7 separate regions of the Mus musculus genome follow, and regions 2, 3, 4, 5, 6 and 7 are each linked to region 1. Evidence: chromatin contacts called from public HiChIP or PLAC-seq and promoter capture Hi-C data. All regions are on one chromosome and are shown on one strand. The core of a region is the stretch at or near the end of the contact, and the rest is flanking DNA. Distances in the headings are between cores, read along the strand shown.

Region 1 (2,961 bases), core at 257-2,756:
CATCTTCTCATCTTGATTTTAGAAGACTTTTTAGTATTTATTGAAATACTATTATGCTGTCAACTTAAAAAAAATAACAAGGGCTTGGAAGAAGTTGAAGTGAGGCCAACAGCCTCTTTCCAGTGAAAGGAACCCAGACCCACACACCCATGTGTGAAAAGCACTCTTTGAAAGAAGCTCGAAGCTCATAACCATTCAAACATAATACTAACTACATTTGATTCTCAAAGAGACTGGAATGGGTGCACCATTATGAGGCATCAGTTTGCATACAGAGAATTTCCCTTAAAATTTGTTCAAAACATAGTCGAATCCAGTGGTTACCAACCTTCCTAATGCTGCAACTCTTCAGTATAGTTCTGCATGTTTCTGTGATCCCTGAACCACAAAATCATTTCGTTATTACGTCCAACTTTGCTACTGTTATGAATTATAATGTCTATATACATGTGCGTTCTGATGGTCTTAGACGACCCCTGTGAAAGGTAGTTTGACCCTCTAAGGAGTCACAATCCACAGGTTGAAAACCACCGATCTAAGCACCTGAAGTATTGTTCTCAGTTTTACTAGGCATATGCGGGTACTCCTCTTTCCTTTATCTGGCTTATTGACCCATGTGCTTATTAAATATTTCCTGGAGGTTGGGGAGAGCATGGTCCAGAAGGAGAGGTCCTAGTGTGTTTTCAGACCCTGGTTACATCTCTTCACATCTTAGCATCTAATTTAGTGAATATATTTTTGTGCTAATATTTTTTTGCTGTTTTTACTGACTATATTCTAAGCCTTTTAAAGCTATGATGTAAGAATAATAAACAATAAAGTTTTGGTAATAGCTCCCTCCAGCCCCCACCAAAAAACCCCAAACATTTGAATGCTGAAGACCGGTGTGGTGGTACACACCTTTAATCCCAGATTCTGGAGTCATAAGCAGGAAGATCACTATGACGTTGAGGCCAGCCAGGTCTACATAGCATGTTCCAGGCTAGTGAAGGATACACAGTGGCCTCGATTCATAAACCCAAAATAAACAAAACAAGCAAGCAAACAAATAAATAAAAATAGAACAGAAAAGTCTTTTAAAACCAATCTGGAAGTTGAGAGATTTAAAATGCAAAACTCATGGTAGGTTTTCAAATGGGCTAAAGAGTGGTAGCAAAGTTTGGGTAGATTTTTGATACAATTCGCCATTTTCATTAGATTTCTAATCCCCCTCAAATAAGAATTTTAATAATTTCCCCTCCCTTCTCTCCCTCACCCTCACCCACCTCTCTTCTCTCTCCTCTCCTTCGCTCCCTTTCTCTCCCTTTCCTTCCCTTCCCCTCTCAAAAAAGAAGTTCCCACAGGGCTATACAAGTAGCTACAATTTAGAGCTTGATACAAGAAAACTACCATTCCCAGCGTGCAACACCGAGGTTGCAATGCATCCTGGGAAGGAAGTGTCACGCTCCCCCCCGTCCCCGCCCCATCGGCTTCCTGTTCGTCAGAGCAGAGACCACGCAGGTCTCATAGGGATTATCCGGAACTCGTTTTGCCTTTTACACATTGTAGCCGGCGGGATCTTAAAGAACAGTTCCACTTCCGGGGCCGCCGGAAGCAGTTTTGCGATGGCAACTTCTGCGGAGGCGCCTGCCAAAGAAGCTCAAAAACGTGACTCTCAGCCGCAGAAACAGAAGCGTGAGACCCAAGGTGAGGCAGTGCGAGACCCGAAGCCCGGAGCTGGCGGATCTCGAAGCATCTTTGTCTCTTTCTTTGGCCGCGCACTTGGGTTGAGCCTCTTTTAGGCTGTGCAGTGCCTGCGGTAGCCGGGGTAGCCGAGGGTTGCGGGTGTTGATGGCTGCGCCGGCCACGTGCAGCTAACGCAGTGTTTTTGCCAGCGACCGTCCCTGGCAAGTGTACCCGATGCGCCTTCTGTCCCCGGTAAAAGTGTGAGGACTCAGAGATTGTGGAAGGCGCGGCAGTTCTGCCTTGAGCTTTGGGGAGGGGAGGTTGAGAGGATGCGGATCAGGATCAGGTGGGAGAATCTTCGTGTCCTGCGAGCGCCGATGGTGATGAGGGAGGCGGACGGGGAAAGGTGGGGACGGAGCTCAATGGGAAGTTTTGTCAGAACTTTTATCTGATTATTAAGTTGCTAAATGACACAGCTCTCAGTCTTTAGCTCTAACCCCTAGTTTGATTTTTGGCTGCTCTAGTTTGATTGCTTCTTTCCGTTTTGATGAGAGTTTGGTTTTTACCTACCTTCAATTTAAAAAGAAAAATTTTTTTCTTTTAAAAACTAAGTACGTAAAATACGGCAGGGACTATAGACACCGGTAAAAGCTTCAAACCAACGCTTGAGGAATTGACAGGATGAGTAGACCATCTTCCTCAAGTTATCCATGTGCCAATCACAGATGCTATATAGCTTCCTTTCTGGTACCCGGAGTAATTCGTTCGAGCTTTCTGTCACCTATCTACAGCTATTATGATTTTTAACAAAACGCTTCGATTTTTGTCTCCTTTTGAATCATAGGAGAATGAATGGAGCTGTGTACTCTATGTATGTTGTCTGTGTCTTTAGCTTCTGATTCTTTACGATGCTGTGTAATATTTAAATTCCGTCGTTGGCGGACATTTGAGCTCTGCCTTCAGCTTGCTCTTGTAAGCACCTTTGTGCATGTCTTCTGGTAATGCCTCAGGGTCTCTGTAGGAATTTAGGATTGGAAACTCAATTGCAGGGTATCTTCAAGTTATGCTAATGCTACCGGAAGGAGCTGTGCCAGGTTTTTTTCTGTTTTAGGAAAGGTTTGTTTACGTTCAAAGCGTGAGGGTATAGTCAACCATGGAGGGGAAACTGGGCCAGCACAACTCTAATAGTTGAGATTGCTCATCGATCTAAATTTACAGTGATTTTTTTTGTTGTTGTTGTGTTTTGATTTTGAGGTCCTGGATGTACTTATATAGCTAGACTTTCACCCTAACCTA
Region 2 (2,961 bases), core at 233-2,732, 960 kb before region 1:
TAAACCAAAAGAAATCTTTCTAAGTTTATTGCCACTTTAATTTTTCAGAAAGTTTCTTCTTACTGCATAGCTGTGTCAGAAACCCAAAACAGTCTTTTCTAATGAGACTTGTCTCAGCATATATTTCTAAGAAACTGTCTCAGTTTGTGTGTGTGTGTGTATGTGTGTGTGTGTGTGTGTGTGTGTGTGTGTGTGTGTGTATGATCAAGTTAAGAGATAATAGGGTATTAATACGAAAGTGGTCCTTTGTATTTACAATTAAAAAAAAAAAAACAAGACACAAAAGCCAGGAAGAAATAAAATCAATCGAATGCAAAGTAACCACGTTTATTCGAACACCACGGATCTGGACACCATTCTCAACCTCAAAACACGACCTGAGTTCTGCAGGAAGCTGCGCTACACTTTCCTGCCCTCCCCGCATCTCACCGTGCACCGATGATAATAATAATAATAATAATAATAATAATAATAATAATCAACAAACCTGGATACACAAAGAATTGCTTCCAGGCCTTTACTAAACACAAACTCAGCTACAAACTGGGAGGTAAACAACGGGCAGAACCTGACGGCTCCGGCAGAGAAAACTGTTCCCGTCCAGGAGATACAAAAGAAAAAACGGTGGGAAACGTGTTGCGCTGTCTACCCTCCCTGACAGTCCCCAAACAGCGCTACTTTGTGACAAGCTAATGGGTGCGTGCGTTTATTCGCCAAAGTTCAGACCCTCTCTCTTTTTGTTTTTTTGTTGTTTTCTTTTCTTTTCTTTTTAATAGCCTAAGGGCAAACACACCCCGAAATTCGCTGTCCCCAGCGGCGAGCTGGTTGCTATGGCATAATCTGGAAGGACATCACTTTGCCCAGGAAAACTACGATCCCCGGGGAACGAGTGAACTGATGGGAAGGGTCGTGTCATCCGCCACCGAGAAAGAGGGGACGAGGAGAGAGTTAAAACCAAACAGCAGATCGGCTGCCTCCCCTGCCTGGGGAGGCTTGGAGCGAGACCAGGGGCTCCGGCCGAGGTTCCAAAGTGTCAGCAGGCCCCCGTCGCCCCTGCACCCGCAGGCAGCGCGGCGACACCACAGGACCATCGCCATCCCCACCTCTGTCCTCCAGGCACCGCCAGGGACGGCGTCCCAGAGCCCGCCCCGGCCGGGCCCGCCCCGCTATCTCCTCCCCCGTTATCCGCTCGCTCGCCGCCGCGCTCGGGCCTGGACTCGCTTTCTTCAGCCTCCCCCGGGGTCCCGCCACAGGTCACCGCGCCGGACGCCTCGGCCGCCGCCCCGGGCGAGGCTGAGGGAGCGAGGCCGCGGGACCGCAGGGTCCCGGGAAGGCGCTCGGCGCCGTCCCTCACCTCCGGGTGGAGAAGGGGCACGCAGCCCGTTTCGGTCTCGTACTCATCCGGGCCGTCCGCCATCTTGGTGTTAAATCCCTCCTCCCGCTGCATGCTGGGAGAAAGCGTTTCAGCCTCGCGGGGCTCGGCAAGGCGGAGGGCGAGCGCGAGGGCGAGCGCGAGCCCGGATGAGGGCGACGCGGCGCCACCGCCACCGCCGCCACCTCCTCTTCCCTCCGAGCCCCCGGGACGCCCCCTCAGCCCCTCCCGCCGCGGAGGGCGCGGGTCCCGATGCGCGTGCGCCGGCCCGGCCCGACCCGGCCCGGGGCTGGAGTGTGCTCTCTGCTGCACTGCGCCGGGGCAGCGGACCGCGTTGGGCGTGGGCGCCGCGGCCCGGGGGCGGGTCCCGGTCGGAGGCCGATGCTGCTGCTGCTGCTGCTGCTGCTCCTCGGCTCCGGCCACCCGGGAAAGGCCGCGCGCGACACAAGACGGAGATCCAGAGCCGCGCAGGGCAGGGTCCCGAGCCTTCCAAGGGCTGGAAGGGCTTAGGGTGTGACCCTGGGAGAGCAAGGATGCGTTCTCCTCGCCTCCGCACCTGTGCCTCGGGGACACCGGGAGAAGCAAGGACAAAAAAAAAAAAAAAAAAAATTGGCTTCCTTGAAAAAGCTTTTGTTGTGTGATGCCCTCTTTGCGATTGAGCTAGGGCATTTTTTTTTAAAATCCTTGCTTTTGACAAGGTCAAAGCCCCACACTTTCCCATCTGCTGCATTTTAATAGGGACCCGGGGATTCAAAAGTGAAACCTTTTTAAAATGAAAGCTCTAGAGTGTGACCCAGATAAAAATGATTAAAGCCGGCTTTAAGAGGATATTGGGGTTGGGAGGGGGCTGATGGAACAATTGCAGAAAGGATTTGTTTCTGGTTTGGGCTACTAGGGATTGTAAATCTCTACAGCGCCAGGGAACATTTAGCAAAGAGCGATCTGATTAGAGATTCTGATACTAACCAGTCCCCTGTCAAAGCCAAATCAGCCAAAGATCACCAGAGGGGAAAAAACCTGCAGTCGGACAAAGCCAGATTTACTGGTAGATCGGGAGGAAGGCACGTCAGAGGAAAAAAGGATGGGGCATGGAAGAGGAAACCCCTTTGTAAGGTTTATATTCCCGCCAAAAGAATCTGAGGAGGGTCTGGGGAGAGCTGAGATCGGTTCTGGATTGGACATAATCGATTCTGAGGAGGTGAGGAAAAACCAGGAGTAACAAGGCATTGGACGAGATCACGAGGCTAGGTCCGTTCAATACTGTGCTCTCCCAGTAACAAATGAAAACGGCAAAGTAGACCTAGTATTCGTCGGTAAACGGGCAGTAATCACTCAGAAAAAGGATGAATATGCTATTTTATAGCTGCTTCTGGTGGGGGGAAAGAAGCGGTCTCTTTGGCGCTGCCTGTCTCTGTGTGTATCCTCTCAGCAGGGCTTTTCCTTCCGGCACGGACCGATTTTCTTTTCTTCTTTTTTTTTTTTTCTTTCTTTCTTTTTTTGTCCTGGCAGAAACCAGAAACCATGCAATTCTAAACAGAATTCCTAGTTTTTCGTTCACAGCACCGAAATTTTCTTCAGTCACGTGTCAG
Region 3 (2,961 bases), core at 175-2,674, 940 kb before region 1:
CACATGTATTCATGTGAATATGTATACAAATATGAATCTTTACATGTATGTATGTATGTATGTATGTATGCATGTATTGCTCTATGTATATCTATCTTAAGCACCTAGCAAAGGCTTCCTGTCACACAGAAGATGGCATATGTATGTTTGAGAGAGGAACAAACCAATGGCGGGTTTTGAGCTGTTTAGCACTGTCTTTTCCTTTAATGATAATTCAGGATATCCTGCTTAGAAGAGTTCTTTCACCCTAACACGTATATTTTCCTAAAGAAAATTGGACTTTGATCATGAATATTGGTTGAGTTCATAGATATAGGTAGACATTGGTTTTGTTTTATTTTGTTTTGATAGGAAAAATTCTACATATCCTGGAATTTACTACTGTGCTCCCGCTTGGAAAGGAGCTAAAAACCCATCAAGAAAGTCATTTCAGTGTGAGTTTCCTGAGCCAAAGAGCTCGACTCCACGTGGGATCACGTGACTAATAATTGGGAATAATTTGGTAAGAGTCAAAGGTTTCCAAACACGCCGTGACCAAATATTACTGCAAAATCAAGTGTTATGAATTTCAACACACAAGCTGTGCCCTGTTCATTCCTCTACTACACAGTGCTGATGAGTGTTGCTCAAAGCAGCTTAGCCCAGGTTCAGGATACCTGAGTTATATCAGTTGCCATACCTACCAAGTGTTCCGTGCTTATGGGCATAGAATGGTCTAGTGATGGAGACAGTAACCATCTTCCCCAGCACATGTCAACTGACCGCATTTGGATGGTATTCTGTTAGGCAAAGGCTGCCAGGTCATTAGAATGGAAACTTTCTTTCATCTCTAAGGAACAGGGAAAATTGCTTACATACCAAAGAATGGAGTTTGTTGTTTTTAGAGACAGGGTTTCTCTGTGTAGCCCTGGCTGTCCTGAAACTCACTCTGTAGACCAGGCTAGCCTCAAACTCAGGCCTGCCTCTTGCCTCTCAAGTGTTGAGATTAGAGGCGTGCACCACAGCTAGCAAAGAACTGCTTCAGAGTCAATCTCTTTATGATTTATTATCAGCAGTGTTTGATTTGTCTTCCTATTTTATATAACTATACATCCAGAGTTCCGTTAAAATCTCCCAGGTGTAGAGGGCAAAAGCGAAGGAATCCCTGGTATAAGTAAAGGCAACAGAGTTCTAATTCTCTGGAAATAAACTTAGTAATAAAATTGTATCAAATAAAAGAAAGATTACAGACGATGGCATTTTTTTTTTCAACTGCACGTTCAAAGTATTTAAAACATCACCTAACATCTGTTTGTTGCTTCATAGCAAAGTCTTAACGCTATCATGTAGTTTTCCGCTGAGAAGGAAACAAGCTGACACTCAGAAAACAGCAGGTGAGAGTTGGAAGAGAGCTCCAAGGAGCCAGCCCTAGTCACTGGTGCTTGAACATGGTTAATCCCCTCACTTCCTTTTACATAATCCAGCCAATTCTTTTTATAGCCACAGCTAGTTTGAGTCAGGCTCCTCGAAGTTCGCTACAAAACCTGTCACCACCAACACACACGAAAACCGAAACTGGTGGTTTGTCACACGCGGAGACTTCACCACGTTGGAGATGTATTCATCGTGGTTTTAAAGAAACCTTAAATAGGACCTTCTTTTGAACCTCACGCGGCGCTCCAGCCTTCCGGATCCCCCACCCCACCCCCACTCCTGGAGATTTTACCCTTGGCTGTTTCTTTCTCAGTTGTGCTCAATATCTAGACCAACCCGAGCTTCTTCGTTTGACACACGTGGCAACACATTTCGAGTCTTGTTTCTTATGTAACCTCTCACAAGCTGCTGTGTGTCTTTGGGATTCGGCCAATCCGTTCTCTATAATTCTCATATTTTTGAGTCTCAAGGCTACGATAAAACCATATTGTTATATAGTATTTTTTTTGGAGAGGTGGTAAATTTTAAAAGAATGTGAATCTGGGACTGCAGTTCCTGGATATTAAGAACAGTGAAGAGGCAAGTAGACTACAGCTTTGCATTGTGGGAAAGAGAAGACTCCCTGGGGACCAATGTTAACAGAGTATATTTTCTCCTATGAAAAATCCATTATATATGACCTTGCTGCCAACCTAATTCTAAATCCAATGGCATGCTTTAAAAACTCCTGAAGCTGGTATGAAATTAAAAAACATGTATATTATTCCTTGGACGTGATCTGCTATATATATATATATATGTATATATATATATATATATATATATATATATATATATATATGTAAAAATATAGTTCAGAGAAAAAGAAATAAAAACAGTTTATGCATAAATGATAAAATACTAGATCTCAACCAGGATTAGAGAAATGTGTATTAAAACAGTAATAGTATACTATATCTTACTAACAGATCGGCAAAGGTTAAGAATAGACCCTCTCAGATATATATTGCTGGTAAAAATTCAAGTTAGCATAAACTCTTTGGATGGCATTTTTGTAGTATTTATCTAAATTTCAAACACATCTGTTTCTTTGACCTAGAAATTCCATTTCTAGAAATACACAGATTCATCACACAAGCAAGCATGAAAGAGCTTATATTACAAAGTAATTTATTATGGCAGCTTGTCACAGCAAAAATCTAAAATCACTCTAATGGTATTTCAGCAGGGAAACCATTTAATATAGGAAATTTATGTTGTGAAAGAGCTACGTGGCAGGAGCAGAGTGAGAGGTGGGGAAAGCTGGCTATAAGATTATGTGCGAGGGGGCGAATTCTGCAGAGGATTAAACATGACAAAATGACAGAGAGATGCTGTTGGCTTCTGAAAAGTAGACTTTTTGTTGAGTTTGCTCGCTTGTTCTCTTGTTTGAGATGGGATCTCTCTGTGTACCCAGGACAGGCCTGGAACTCACTATATAGCCTGTGCTGGCGAAGCTCATGGCTGCTTCAGTGCTAGGATTATGGGTGTTAGCCACAACATCTATGT
Region 4 (2,961 bases), core at 330-2,829, 650 kb before region 1:
AAACTTTCAGTCCCTTAATTAAAAATGTCTTCTCTTCTCTGCTCAGAACCTATGTTTGGGAAGTGGGGGGCAGCCCGTTCTCCCCCCTTCTCTGTTTCTGCCTCCCAGGATTCCACTGATTCCTGCACATTTGGAGCAAAGGGTAGAGGGGCAGGGGTGGTAGGACTTGAAGAGAATGTTATTCGGCCAGTGCTGTTTCGACATCTCTCTTGGGTGTGGAACATCTTCTCTCATGGAAAAAGACCAAGAACTGGCCCAATTTTTCTCATGAGGAATGTTTGTGGACTATCTGGAGGACATGTTCCTGTCCCCTTGCAGACCCCATTCACTGTGTTCTATGACATATGTCATGCACAGGTAGAGTAATTCCACTTTCTACTTATTGAGACCATGGCTTTGCTCAGTCAACCAAAAAACTTAAATTTTCACTTTCAGGAAATCTTTGCAATTTATCTCTCAAGTCTATCTCCAGATCAGTCATTCTCTGGCCAGAATTAATTCTCCTGATTCACAAGCAATGCATGCTGAGAACTCCAACTGTGGAGACCTCTGAGCTCTGTGTGTAGGGATTCTTCACACACACACACACACACACACACCAGGTTAATCTTGATTGGATCGAGAATGCCTAGAAAGTTATCAAAGCACATTCTGAATGTTTCTGTAAGGAAGTTTCTAGAAGGAATTGGGTCATGAGGACTCTGACATGATGAATGGTTTGACTCATTGATGGATTTAATTAAAAAAAAAAAAAAAACTTAAGAGGTATAAAACTGTGAAAAGTGGGGCCTGACTGGAGGAAGCCACAAGATCCACATCCTTGGAGAATATTTTGTCATGGTGTTGGTGGTATAGCAAAACGTCACCCAGAAATGCCACCAGCAACCTGCCCTTGACTGCACTACAGAAGAGAATTTCAGAACAAGCTAGTATGAAGTAGAGCTGGGTTTCTTAAAAGGAAGTTTTTAGCATAGATTTAAGTGCAGGGTCAGTAACAAGAGATGCTCTCAAAGAAAAAGTGGGCTTCTCGAAGGACAACTGTCTGTAAGTAGCTCACTGATCGGCCTAGGTATGGTCTTGGCTGTCCAGTTATATCTCAGTGGGTTGCTAGAAACCGTTTCCCCCTTGTTTCCTCTTGAGAGTAGAAAGTGGCTAGTAAGGATCCTCAGGACGATAAACTGAGAAGATGACACTCTTGGGTCACATGTTATACAAGGCAGGTAAGACACGACCTTTACTGTAAACAGGGGTTCTGGTGAGATTTCTAGGAAAACTGTAGGTTTACAGGTGAGAAAGTAGAAAGACCACCATACTTAGGCATTAAACATGATTCACTGTTGTGTTAATGTTCTTATTCCAACATCTGGGTATAAAAAGAATATTATCTCTATATATGCAACCATTATAGCAAATATCTACATGCTAGAATAAATAACATGATGTCCCCCTAACCTTCTCTCTCTGTCTATCCTGCCTTACTGGCTGTTTTCTGTCCCTGCACCAGTACTTCCTGTCCCTGCACCAGTACTTCCTGGTACTGCACCACTGCCCTTCCTGCTTTTGTACCACAGCTTCCTGTTCCTGCACCAGCACTTCCTGTTACTGCACCACTGTACTTCCTGTCTGCCTAATGGTGACTCTGTGGTACCCTCTTCACCATGAAGGACTGAAATGTTTGAATCTAGAGCAAAATAAGTCTTTCCTGTCTTTAGTTATGTCAGGCATTATGTCACAGGCACAGCAAAGCTAACACAATGTGCACACAAATTTTATTTCTCTTCCATTTTAACAGTTTTCACATATTGTGACGGTCGCTTTTGTAGTTTGAAGTACACACAGAAAAACAATCACAGATTTTTTTTCTTTTCCACAATTTCAAACACAGATTTGTTTTTACTGTGAAGTTTAGAACTATCCCATGAAAGATCTTTTTTCTTTATTAATACCTTTTCTTTATTTTGCTTAAAGGAAGCCTCCAGCCCCTTGTGTCTAAATTGCCAGTGTCAATATGATTGCACTTTGAGGCTATTGCTATATAAAATCAGGGTTTCTTGAACACAGGCATCGTGAGATTGACAAGCAAGATGGCTACCAAAGTCTGGGTGGTGGGGGCAAGGGAGGACAACATAGCTTATGTCACTTGGATGTGAAGACAAAGAAATGATTCATGTCTGGATGGACAGAGCAGGGCAGTGTGAGATTTCACTTTCACTACTCAGAATATATACAATTTTAAACTCACACATTTGTATTTCTAAACTTTCCATTTAATATTTTTGGATTATGGTTGACCATGGGAAACTGAAACTGGAAAGAGAAACTCCAGATACATGGGACTTTTTACTCTCTAAACTCGGGTATTTTCACCACAAAACTCAAGAACTCCTTTTGCTCCCCACTGGAGAAGTTCTATGATATTCTCTATTACATGTGGTCCCTTTGCCTCAATAATTCCTTTCCTGCTGGACTTTTCCAAGTGTCACTCCTTGCTGGTCAGTCACCAGAGGGACACAGACATGTTCAAGGAAGACACAGCAAACCTTGGAGCATCCCGAGGTCAGGATCCAGGAGGCTAGGTGTGTGTTCTCATCATGTTTTCAAAAGAGACAAGGGCGTGCATCTCAAAGTCCTTAATCGTATACCTGTGTGTGTGTGCACGCGTGTGCGCTTGTGTATGTGTGTATGTGTGTGTGTGTGTGTGTGTGTGTGTGTGTGTGTGTGTGTGTACTAATGGCAGCTATTCTAGCAGTTCTGTCCCTTTCCTTTCCTTTCCTTTCCTGTGTGAATCTGTCCCTTTCCTTTCCTGTGTGAATCTGGCAGTTTCTCTGTCATGCCATGGTATCTGACTTGAGTAGGTGCAGTTCTTTCTCTCTCTGCTCTCACACAACCTCAGTGGTTCTCAGTTTTCTTGCCCTACAGTCTCCCTTCCATACCTAACACTTGACTGGGATTGACTGGGAG
Region 5 (2,961 bases), core at 156-2,655, 610 kb before region 1:
TGATAGACATTCTTTCTCAATCCTGCTGAACAGCTCGCTCGCAGTCTGACCCTGTCTCTAATTGAAAGACTGGCCTTTGAAGGGAGAGAAGCTTGAAGTTCTCTGCAGAGCCAGGGTTTCTGTCCCCATGGATTAAGAGTGGCTGCCCTCCTGCTCTGTCACTGTACAGTCAATTGGTCGCTCTCCCTTCCTATTTCTTTTAAGTCACAGCAGCCACAAGATAGCAAATTCTGAGAGGATAAGCAAGAAGGCTTCACTCAATAGAGTGCCCCCACTAAAACTAAACTTCCAGATAACAATTCTTATTCTGTCTTGTCCTGGCTGGTGAAAATGGACCTATGGAATTTCTGGGATTCTGTTTGCTATGAGCTTTAAGGGGTGACAGCAGACTGACTAATACACCCCCAGGAGGAACACCCGGAGTTTTCCTCCGCTTGGGCAGAGTGTTTGTACAGCTTCAAACGCTCCGAACATTGGAACTTGACATTTTGAAACAGGATCAGTCAGGTCTGCTTGTGCCAGTATTTGAACTGGTAAAGAATAGAGCATCTCTGGACTCAGCAGTCCCTGCTCCAATCCCAGGACTAATTGACAAAGCTGTGTGGAAACAAGGCAGCCAGGAGGATTTAGCTAATCTCTTCTGCCCTTTGTGCTAGTTCCGAGCAGACAAGAGCCTGCTGGGTTGCAGCCTCGAGGATAAGATCTGTGCATCCGGGGGCTTGGGGGCAGGGGTGGGGGTGGGGGATAAGAACATTACTCAGAGGTAGAGTGCTTGCATGAGACCCAGGGTTCAATCTTCAGCCCCATAGAAAGAAAAGCAGAGAAAAAAATCAGTGCACACAAGCATAAGGAAGGGAAACACATTCTAGTATTCTGGACTTCAGCATATTCCTGCAGCCCAGTGGTAAACAGTGTATGATTTTTAATGCAGGTATAAAGATGCAAAGAACTGCACGTTTTCATTGCTAGACCAGTATATCCTCAATGCGTAACATTTTATCTAGCTTTGTATTTCTCGATCTCATTCGTGACTTGTATTTTGGGTTTCCTAACACACTGTTCCCAGTGACAGGAGATGTTAGCCGTGGGCACTCCATGTGCAGCCCCTCTAGTGGGGTTAAACAGTTCCTGGAAGTAAAGCAATTGTGAGTTGTAGATTCTCACCCCATCTATCAATCCTCAGTCAAGGCTGGCCCTGCGATCATCTGACTTCCTTTAATCCACCAGTCAGGTCATTTCCATAGCTACCCCTAGCCATAGCCTACTGTAGGCCAGAATATAAAGAAGTATTCAGCTCCTACTCTCCTGCTCCCTTCCCCCTATGACTGGCAAGAGTCTGGTGTGCTAGAATTCTTTCTGAAGTGACTGGATTTTTTAATCAGTAGCCAGCACTCCCCTTTGACCCTGTTCATTACAAAACTTCCTGGATGCTTTCCATGCCTTAGAGAGGAAGCAAGGCTGACCACACAGCCACAGAGAGATGCATTTCTCCTGTCTTTGGAGAAGACGCTGCCATTTCTACTGTGTACGTCAGACGTTTGCTTCGACTGAGGCTAATTCTCATTCTCTTTTGTCCTCGATGGTACAAATGGACCTATATCTCCTGGAATTTCTGAGATTCTGTTTGCTATAAGCTTTAAGGAGTGACAGCAGAAGACTAATATATCCCCAGGAGGAACACCCAGAGTCTTCCTGTAAGAGAACTCTGAGCTCGGGTCTTACACTAGAACTGCCTGCCCCCTTCACAGGTCTTTCCGAAACGTCTTAGGGTTACTATTGTTGTATGAATCACTGTGATCAAAAGCAACTTGGGGAGAAAAAGTTTATCCTCAAAGAAGTCAGGACAGAAACTCAACAGGGTTAGAAACCCAGAGGCAGGAGCTGATGCAGAAGCCATGGAGGGGTGCTGTTTACTGGCTTGCTCCCCATGGCTTACTCAGACTGCTTTCTTATAGAACCCAGAACCACCAGCCCAGGGGTGGTACCACCCACAAAGGGCTGGGCCCTCCCCCATCAACAACAAATGAAGAAGGTGCCCTACAGACTTGCTCACAGCCTGGGTCTTATGGAGGCATTTTCTCAATTGATGCTCCTTCCTCTTTGATGACTGTAGCTTATGTCGAGTTGATATTAAACCAGTCAGGACACCAAATAGAGCCTGTGCTCTTATGATGCTCATTCTCTTGTCTCTCTTTCCTTCTCTCATCTCATTGACCTTACAGGAAGAGCAGGCAGTGTGCTTTGAGAGACAACTAGTAAAAATGCAGTTAGTGCTTTGCAGGGGTTAAAGATCCTTTCTTCAAATACGATCCCATTCTGAGCTGTGGGCGATGACGATTTAAAAACACATGAGTTTCGAGGGGACAAAACTTAGCTCTTAACAACTCGACCGCACCTTCTTTGTCCATACAACTAGTATCACCCGAGCTTGTAAGTCTTTTGGTGGAAGAGTTAAGAAGAGTGAAGTTAGAGACCCTGCACAGATGGGTCTTGAGGATGGAGCCCCTGTGGTGACATTAGTGGCAGTATAAAAAGACGAACAGATGCTAGAGCTAGCAAGCTTGGTGTTTTATCCTGTGATGTTGTTGTGTGACTTTTCCTAGGGAGTCATGAACAAATGTCCTTTCACCCCCAAATGGGTCATTGACAACACACCAAAGAAACAATCCCACACATCTAGCTTAGTGAACTGCACTGGCTGCTTTTGTGCCAACTTGACACAAGCTAGAGTCACCAGAGAGGAAAGAGCCTCAGTTGAGGCAATGCCTCCATGAGATCCAGCTGTAAGGCATTTTCTCATTTAGTGATCAGTGGGGAAGGGCCCAGAACGTTGTGGGTTGTACCACACCTGGGCTGGTGGTCCTGGGTTCCATAAGAAAGCTGGCTGAGCAAGTCCCGATGACCAAGATGATCAAGCCATGGGGAGCAAGCAGCACCCCTCCATGGCCTCTGCATCAGCTC
Region 6 (2,961 bases), core at 135-2,634, 580 kb before region 1:
ACCTAAGGTCAAAAGGGAGCCATGGGGCTGGAGAGGTGGCCCAGCTGCCACCCGGCCCTGAGTCACATGCCCTAACACAGCCACAGAAACCCAGCACAGCTGTCACATGGCCATCTGCCTTTTAGGACTTGCCTCTCTTATTGACCAGTCATCCATTGTTCTGAGGTGAGCAAACTGACCAGCTTTGCCCTTTTCAGAGGCCCTCTGATGACGGAATGTATTGCCTCTTGGCTTTGTACATAGGTAGGCACAGGACAGAGGCGAACATGTAAATAAGGAGAAAAAAAAATCGGGGACAGGGGATGAAGAAGGTGGAACTTAGAAGAATTACAAGCATGAATTATGCTTGCCCTAGCCTCTCCATGCAGTGAAGAGGCACCTGGTGGAAAGGGATAGTGGGGCACTGCGAGAGGGATGCTGGAAGTGTGTGAAAGACTGGCTGAGACGTCACTTCCGGTTTGTTATATGCCAACATGTTGATGACTAACTAAACTTTGCTCAGAGAAGTTGAAGCATGAAGCAAGCTACTCGGCCTGTCAATAAAGAAATCAACATGTTCTTTATCTTCAAAGTTCTGACATCACATGGCATTATCTTCAGAAAGACAGTCAACTAGAATAGAACGAACTGTCAGATCACAAATAGTGGGTTCAGGGAAGATTAGGTGGACCAAGTAGGCGGATAGGTGTCTGATAGGAAGCAAGGCTAGAGAACAAAAAATATCCAAGAGAAAAGACTGCTTTAAGGGGTGTGTGTGAAAATGCACAATGACACAAGAAGGAAGGAAATCTGTTTTTCACCCTAATCCTACTTGTAAATTTAACTAGTATAGTAGGCAAACAAGACAAAGTCCCCAAAGAGCCTTAAGGTGGTGACCATTGGTGGTAGTATAGACGCTTGTGTGGTCTATGTGTATAAATGTGGGACATTTGTGAGGTATGTGTGTATGATGTGCGTGCATGGTGTGTGTATGTATATAGTGTATCTGTGTGGTGTGTGATTTGTTTGTGTGTGTATATGCTTAAAAAAATTAATTCTCGCACCCAGGCATGAACGTGGGAAATAAACTGGAATTTCTCAAAGATGGGGCATGGCGGTTTTGAGGTACCTCAAGTGATTTCAAGCACATCATGGAGGGATGAGGGAGGCTGAGAGTTTCCTGGTCCCTAGTCAGAAACTCGGGTTAGCCGCCCCCTCTCTTAGATTCATTCCTTCCCCTGCCTGAGATGAACACAGCAGATTGTACTGTTGGTGTCTGGGCTTTGTGCATTTTTGACCGATAGTGCCTCATAGGTGCTTGGGGGACAGGGTTGTGTTTCAGAGAAGGGTAGCCACCACTTTCAAGACCACATGTTCCCACAGCACACGCGGAGATGACGCAACTCACTTAATTGCATTACAAGGCTCTGAGTCACCTGGCACCCTGCCAGCTGACAAATTCCAGGCTGGGCTGTTTCAGATCCTCTCTCAGTAGACATTTTTATCCTGGGAGCTGGGACTGGGGATGCAGCACACAGAATTAGCTCAGGGCTTCTCTTAGGGAAGGTGCTGCTCCATGCTCCGTGCTTACATAACCGTACAGCTGTGCCAGCCGGCCCACAGAACGCGATCCCAACATTATTTTTCTTTCTTTCCATCACGTTAGACTCTATTCAGTGGAGACGAACTTCCCTTGTCTTTTTTTTTTTTTTTAAGCTCTTGATGTCAATTGCTTTTTGCTGTGAGGCAGCCTTATTTTTAGAAATGTAACATATTCAGTCTCACATAATAATGAAAACTCCAAACTTAAAGACTGGGTCCTTGTTCCTGCATTCTCTTGATCTGGAATGGATAGTTATTCTAGAGAAGACAACAGTTTCTTCTGCCCTTATGGGTTCTATGGTTGGCCTAAGAATTAAATGTGCAGAAGACAGATTAACAGGAGAAAAGCAATTTTAATAAAGTTCACGGTACTGGAGTTGTTAGGGTCAGAACCTAGGCGCTAACAGGTTACCATGGACGCCCATTCTCACCCACTCTCACTAAGCCAATTAAACAGATAAATAATGGTAGGAAAAGAGAAAAAAGATAGTCATTCAATGTGGTCACATTGAAATGAGAAATTATGAAGTCATGTGACCCCACACCCAGTCCATCCTGATGTGAGATTTAGGTTTAAACAGGGGACAAGAGGGGACAAGTTGTCTGAACTCTGAAATTTCTTCCTGGGAGTCAACTCCTCTCTTCTGGCTGACCTCAAGAGCTCCAGACTTTTCTTTGACCCAGCTTGAGACTTCTGGGAAAGTAGCGACTTCTTTGGGTTATCATCTTGATAGTCTGATAGCTGAAGGGAAGGGCATAAGGATATTCTTAAAATATTTCACTCCCACCAAGAGTATACACATGTACACAAGTCCCACAGATGTGTGGGATACAAGGGTGGAGCCAGAGCGGTAAGACATATGCATCATCCCTAGGTAGAGAAAGGACCAGAGGTTTGGGCTTCTAAGGAACTTGGCAGAGATGAATTGTGAGAAGGAGAGAGATAAAAAGTGTCATAAATAAAGTTTGCTTTTATGTATACGGTTGTACGCGTTCAAGTCTTTCGGCTGTCAAAAGTTTCCCAGGAATAGCTCGCTATATTCCTGGGCTAGATACCTTTTGTAATGAAAGTTTCATTATGAATGTAAAAGTCCTTTAAATGTGAGATGTTATATTTATCATAAGAAGGAGAGACAAATGCCTTCCTCCCCCCCCCCCCCCCCCCGGGTTGGTTTTCTAGCTTCTTTTTAAAAACTGAAGACACAGAGCTGGAAGGCATATCTCCTATGTAAGTAACCGTCTAGGTTGAATGGCAATGAAAATCTAGTTTTCTGTGTCCTGTAGCCAGCCGGTCTTAAAATGTGTTTTTAATTGAAACTGAACTATATCACTTCCCCTCCCTTGCCCCATCTAGTCCTTTACCAGCCAGCCCGCATAAGC
Region 7 (2,961 bases), core at 216-2,715, 550 kb before region 1:
AAAAATCTAAACTTTGCAAAGAGCAAGTTACTAACACAGAACTTCAGTGCAGAATCCTGGGCACTGCACCTAACACCCTGGATCTTGGTTTTGTGTTGTTTTGTTTGTCTCTGGGGAATCACCTGGGCCCACTGCTTCCTGTATTAATTTAGTGCACGGATCAATGTAACTACATGTTGTATTTATAAAAAGATAACGAGAGAAGAAATATTGGTGGAGGTGTAGTCAGGTGGGGGGGGGGGGAAGGGGTGCCTCCAGGGCCCATGCTGAGGCATCCCTTCCCCCTGAGGGACCAGGCACATGATGGTACAGTATAGAATAGAGTTTATTCAGGGTATGGGGAGGGGAATTAAGGGTGTAGTAGCGTAGAGGCAGAGAAATGAGAGTGTGTGTGTGGTGTGTGTGTGAGACAGAGACAGAGACAGAGAGAGAAGAGGAGGCGGGCCATGAGCACATGGAGAGAGAGAGACAGGGAATGAGGAGAGGGGGGAAGGGGTGAGGACAGAGCAGGAGCAAGAAGGCAAGAGATCAAGCAGCCCCTTTTATAGTGAGTCAGGCACACCTGACTGTTGCCAGGAAACTGTAGGGCAGAGCTTAGGAAAAATACTAACCCTACAGTTCCTTCCAATTCTTTTCTTTTAATGTTTAGTGTCTACCTGCATGCATCCTGCAGGCGTGTCTGTGCACCACATTCATAAGGTATGCCTGGAGGCCAGAAAGGCCCATCAGAGGTTCAGAGCCTGAGGTTCCAGGTGATGGTGAGCTCCGTGTGTATGCTGAACCCGGGTCTACTGGAAGGGCTCTTAACCAATGGTTCTCAACCTTTCCAATACTGAGACTGCTTAACACAGTTCCTCATGTTGTGGTGACCCCGCCCCCCACTATAAAAATCATTTTCGTTGCTCCTTCATAACTATAATTTTGCCACTGTTATGAATTATATTGTAAATATCTGTGTTTGCCAATGGTCTTAGGTGACCCCTGGGACAAGGTCATTCAACACCCCTCCCCCAAAAGGAGTGAGACCCAAAGGTTGAGAACACTGATAACTGATAACACCGGCCACTACTCTAGCCGCCACTGCGCCAATGTGCCAATGCTGTGTTCTCTCTCTCTCTCTCTCTCTCTCTCTCTCTCTCTCTCTCTCTCTCTCTCTTCTCTCTCTCCCCCTCCTCTAAAATAAGAAAACTGAAGCACACATTGAGTTCACACAGCAACAGTTCACACAGCAACTTGTTACTTACTACCATTGAAGCTTCTCTCTGGCTTAGGTGCTAAGCAAGGGAGGCTTATTTATTGAATTTCAGAAAGGTGGTTGGTTCTTTAATGTCCACTCACAAGCCTGTACCCAAAGCGATGGCAGCTGACAGCTGGTTTCATTTCATTGTCTTAGAGGAGAGGGCACTTTGCGATCATGATCACGCTGTCTGTCTGAGGAAGTGGGGTTTGTGCGTGAGGTGAGGACCAGTGGTCTCCAGAACAACTTCATTGTAAACAAAAGGAACCGTAGCGCTGCATTCAGGCTTCCTTTTGTTTGTATGAAAGGGGCTGCTTGCCCTCTCTCTCTTTTGCTCTTGCTCTTCTCTTGATCTCTTCCCCTCCTCCCTCTCTCCATGTGCTCAAGGCCAGGGCTCCCCACCCCCACCTTTCTCTGTCTCTGCTGCTTCCTCAACTCCCCTCCCCATGCCCTAAATAAACAGGAAGGGATGCTTCAGCATGGGTCCCCTGCACAGGCACTCCCCCCCCCCTGCCCCCCCCCCCCCCCACTATACCTTGCCTCCACCAAACATATCCCTGGCTTCTTTTTCTTTTTTTTATAAAACACAACAATTGTACAATGAAAAGTAAGTTAAGAAGACAGCAAAGACCAAAGTGCAGCCCAACTTTTGGCTCACTAATACTCTGTGCCCGGTGCACGTGTGGAGAGGACCAACAACTTTTATTAAAAAGGAGCCTGGGGTTCCTTGAGTGAGGGAGTACAGAAAATACTGCTTCACAGTGAGTCTGCAGCGATGGAGGAGGAAGACGAGTCTTTAAGAAAGGGAAAGTGCCTGCTTCTGCATCCAGGGTGGAAACCAGAGTCAGCTGTGGGCGGTTCAGGAAGTGCACGGAGGCATAAAGTGCGTGGATTTCAGACGCGCGCTCCTATTTTTAATGTTGGCTAAGCCACTCCCATGCTTTCGTCTAATCTAAGAGTATCCAAACGGGCTGGCATTCCAAATCGCCAACCTCCCAAGGGTTGCCTTTGCCAGAAGCCTGCCTGGTAGTACTGTATAAACTATAGTAGTTGTGTTGAGCAAGCAGTATAATGGGTTTCCTGAGATTAAAATATTTCACTTGTTTAAAAAGGCTTCCTAAGTAAGAAAAGCTTATAGAATAAGCTACTATTTCTAATCTTGGTAACACAAAACTATGGTTTTGAGGAAAATCTGGCTCCCCTTCCCTTCCTATTTCAGTGTTAACTATCCTACTAATGTACTGTAGAATGTGTGCCATTGTCTTCTACAGTTTGATTTCCAGAGTTCCAAAGGCACCTCCAAAGTCCCAGAGACCTTGGTCTTAGACTCTCCAATCAGTAGACACCAGGAAGCCACACTTCAAGGAGACAAGATGTTATTTATCATTTCTATTAGAGATGAGTAAAGTAGAATTCAACAGCTTAACCGGACATGGTGGTTCATACTTGTAATCCCAGTCCTAGAGAAGGCTGAGGCAGGAGGATCATCAGATCAAGGTCAATACAGACGATATATTGAGACACTGTCTCAAAGTGTGTGTGTGTGTGTATCTGTGTGTCCGTGTCTGTCTGTCTTACTTGAGAATGGAACGATAGCAAAAGATACAAGCCTTTTCTGGATGCTAAACAGAAATAATAAAAATTGTAGTTTGAGTATATCTGCATTAGTCCACATCCAGCTTATTATACTGGAGAATGTATATACACACATATACACACACATA

Evidence for each region. Promoter capture Hi-C pulls out the DNA fragments that hold promoters and counts their contacts. HiChIP or PLAC-seq counts read pairs in DNA pulled down with a chosen protein or histone mark.
Region 2: a promoter capture Hi-C map of pre-B cells shows a contact between it and region 1. The contact joins the promoter of Zdhhc17 here to the promoter of Krr1 in region 1. A contact is called at or near these places in 7 of 39 promoter capture datasets (the C10 cell line, the HPC-7 cell line, hippocampal neurons and 2 more), 6 of 484 Hi-C or Micro-C datasets (CD4 T cells, CD8 T cells, LSK cells and 2 more), 7 of 115 datasets of contacts at active chromatin or transcription factors (embryonic limb bud, large pre-B cells, memory CD8 T cells and 4 more) and 2 of 9 other capture datasets (adipose tissue and liver).
Region 3: a contact with region 1 is called in an H3K27ac HiChIP or PLAC-seq map of thymic regulatory T cells, with 5 times the contacts expected there. The contact joins the enhancer-like site here to the promoter of Krr1 in region 1. A contact is called at or near these places in 3 of 39 promoter capture datasets (the C10 cell line, pre-B cells and second pharyngeal arch cranial neural crest) and 1 of 115 datasets of contacts at active chromatin or transcription factors (thymic regulatory T cells).
Region 4: a contact with region 1 is called in an H3K4me3 HiChIP or PLAC-seq map of bone marrow-derived macrophages, with 4 times the contacts expected there. The contact joins the enhancer-like site here to the promoter of Krr1 in region 1. A contact is called at or near these places in 10 of 39 promoter capture datasets (the C10 cell line, the HPC-7 cell line, cranial neural crest and 7 more), 1 of 15 datasets of contacts at CTCF or cohesin (large pre-B cells), 22 of 484 Hi-C or Micro-C datasets (B cells, the G1E-ER4 cell line, LSK cells and 16 more), 18 of 115 datasets of contacts at active chromatin or transcription factors (the NIH/3T3 cell line, acute myeloid leukemia, bone marrow-derived macrophages and 11 more) and 3 of 9 other capture datasets (adipose tissue, embryonic stem cells and macrophages).
Region 5: a contact with region 1 is called in an H3K4me3 HiChIP or PLAC-seq map of bone marrow-derived macrophages, with 4 times the contacts expected there. The contact joins the enhancer-like site here to the promoter of Krr1 in region 1. A contact is called at or near these places in 15 of 39 promoter capture datasets (the 3T3-L1 cell line, 3T3-L1-derived adipocytes, the C10 cell line and 9 more), 1 of 15 datasets of contacts at CTCF or cohesin (large pre-B cells), 2 of 484 Hi-C or Micro-C datasets (the G1E-ER4 cell line and the HPC-7 cell line), 12 of 115 datasets of contacts at active chromatin or transcription factors (the NIH/3T3 cell line, bone marrow-derived macrophages, embryonic basal ganglia and 6 more) and 2 of 9 other capture datasets (liver and macrophages).
Region 6: an H3K27ac HiChIP or PLAC-seq map of embryonic stem cells shows a contact between it and region 1, with 4 times the contacts expected there. The contact joins the enhancer-like site here to the promoter of Krr1 in region 1. A contact is called at or near these places in 5 of 39 promoter capture datasets (the 3T3-L1 cell line, the C10 cell line, the HPC-7 cell line and 2 more), 12 of 115 datasets of contacts at active chromatin or transcription factors (the NIH/3T3 cell line, embryonic basal ganglia, embryonic forebrain and 7 more) and 2 of 9 other capture datasets (liver and macrophages).
Region 7: an H3K4me3 HiChIP or PLAC-seq map of bone marrow-derived macrophages shows a contact between it and region 1, with 6 times the contacts expected there. The contact joins the enhancer-like site here to the promoter of Krr1 in region 1. A contact is called at or near these places in 13 of 39 promoter capture datasets (the 3T3-L1 cell line, the C10 cell line, the HPC-7 cell line and 8 more), 8 of 115 datasets of contacts at active chromatin or transcription factors (bone marrow-derived macrophages, embryonic forebrain, embryonic hindbrain and 5 more) and 1 of 9 other capture datasets (liver).

Annotation. Positions count from the first base shown.
Region 1 is chr10:111,971,189-111,974,149 of GRCm38.p6, forward strand. It overlaps Krr1 (KRR1, small subunit (SSU) processome component, homolog (yeast)), which reads left to right and starts at 1,507. Exons shown (of 10, transcript NM_178610.4): 1 at 1,507-1,686. The coding sequence starts at 1,605.
Region 2 is chr10:111,008,584-111,011,544 of GRCm38.p6, forward strand. Zdhhc17 (zinc finger, DHHC domain containing 17) reads right to left here and starts at 1,483. Exons shown (of 17, transcript NM_172554.2): 1 at 1,355-1,483. The coding sequence starts at 1,447.
Region 3 is chr10:111,030,152-111,033,112 of GRCm38.p6, forward strand. No RefSeq gene overlaps it. Among named protein-coding and RNA genes, the nearest start is that of Zdhhc17, 22 kb to the left of the region's middle. Within about 2 kb of position 1,425, at least 109 of the 459 cell types and tissues checked have an H3K27ac peak or open chromatin away from gene starts, as enhancers often do. A contact at or near this core is called in pre-B cells and thymic regulatory T cells, where this site is marked.
Region 4 is chr10:111,319,207-111,322,167 of GRCm38.p6, forward strand. No RefSeq gene overlaps it. Among named protein-coding and RNA genes, the nearest start is that of Gm30095, 6.3 kb to the left of the region's middle. Within about 2 kb of position 1,580, at least 14 of the 459 cell types and tissues checked have an H3K27ac peak or open chromatin away from gene starts, as enhancers often do. A contact at or near this core is called in B cells, adipose tissue and bone marrow-derived macrophages, where this site is marked.
Region 5 is chr10:111,363,861-111,366,821 of GRCm38.p6, forward strand. It overlaps Gm30145 (a long non-coding RNA gene), which reads right to left. Exons shown (of 5, transcript XR_872033.1): 5 at 2,844-2,961. Among named protein-coding and RNA genes, the nearest start is that of Gm30145, 13 kb to the right of the region's middle. Within about 2 kb of position 1,406, at least 82 of the 459 cell types and tissues checked have an H3K27ac peak or open chromatin away from gene starts, as enhancers often do. A contact at or near this core is called in 3T3-L1-derived adipocytes, the NIH/3T3 cell line, bone marrow-derived macrophages and 3 more, where this site is marked.
Region 6 is chr10:111,388,672-111,391,632 of GRCm38.p6, forward strand. No RefSeq gene overlaps it. Among named protein-coding and RNA genes, the nearest start is that of Gm30145, 12 kb to the left of the region's middle. Within about 2 kb of position 1,385, at least 180 of the 459 cell types and tissues checked have an H3K27ac peak or open chromatin away from gene starts, as enhancers often do. A contact at or near this core is called in the NIH/3T3 cell line, embryonic basal ganglia, embryonic stem cells and 5 more, where this site is marked.
Region 7 is chr10:111,420,711-111,423,671 of GRCm38.p6, forward strand. No RefSeq gene overlaps it. Among named protein-coding and RNA genes, the nearest start is that of Gm30145, 44 kb to the left of the region's middle. Within about 2 kb of position 1,466, at least 95 of the 459 cell types and tissues checked have an H3K27ac peak or open chromatin away from gene starts, as enhancers often do. A contact at or near this core is called in bone marrow-derived macrophages, liver, neural tube and 1 more, where this site is marked.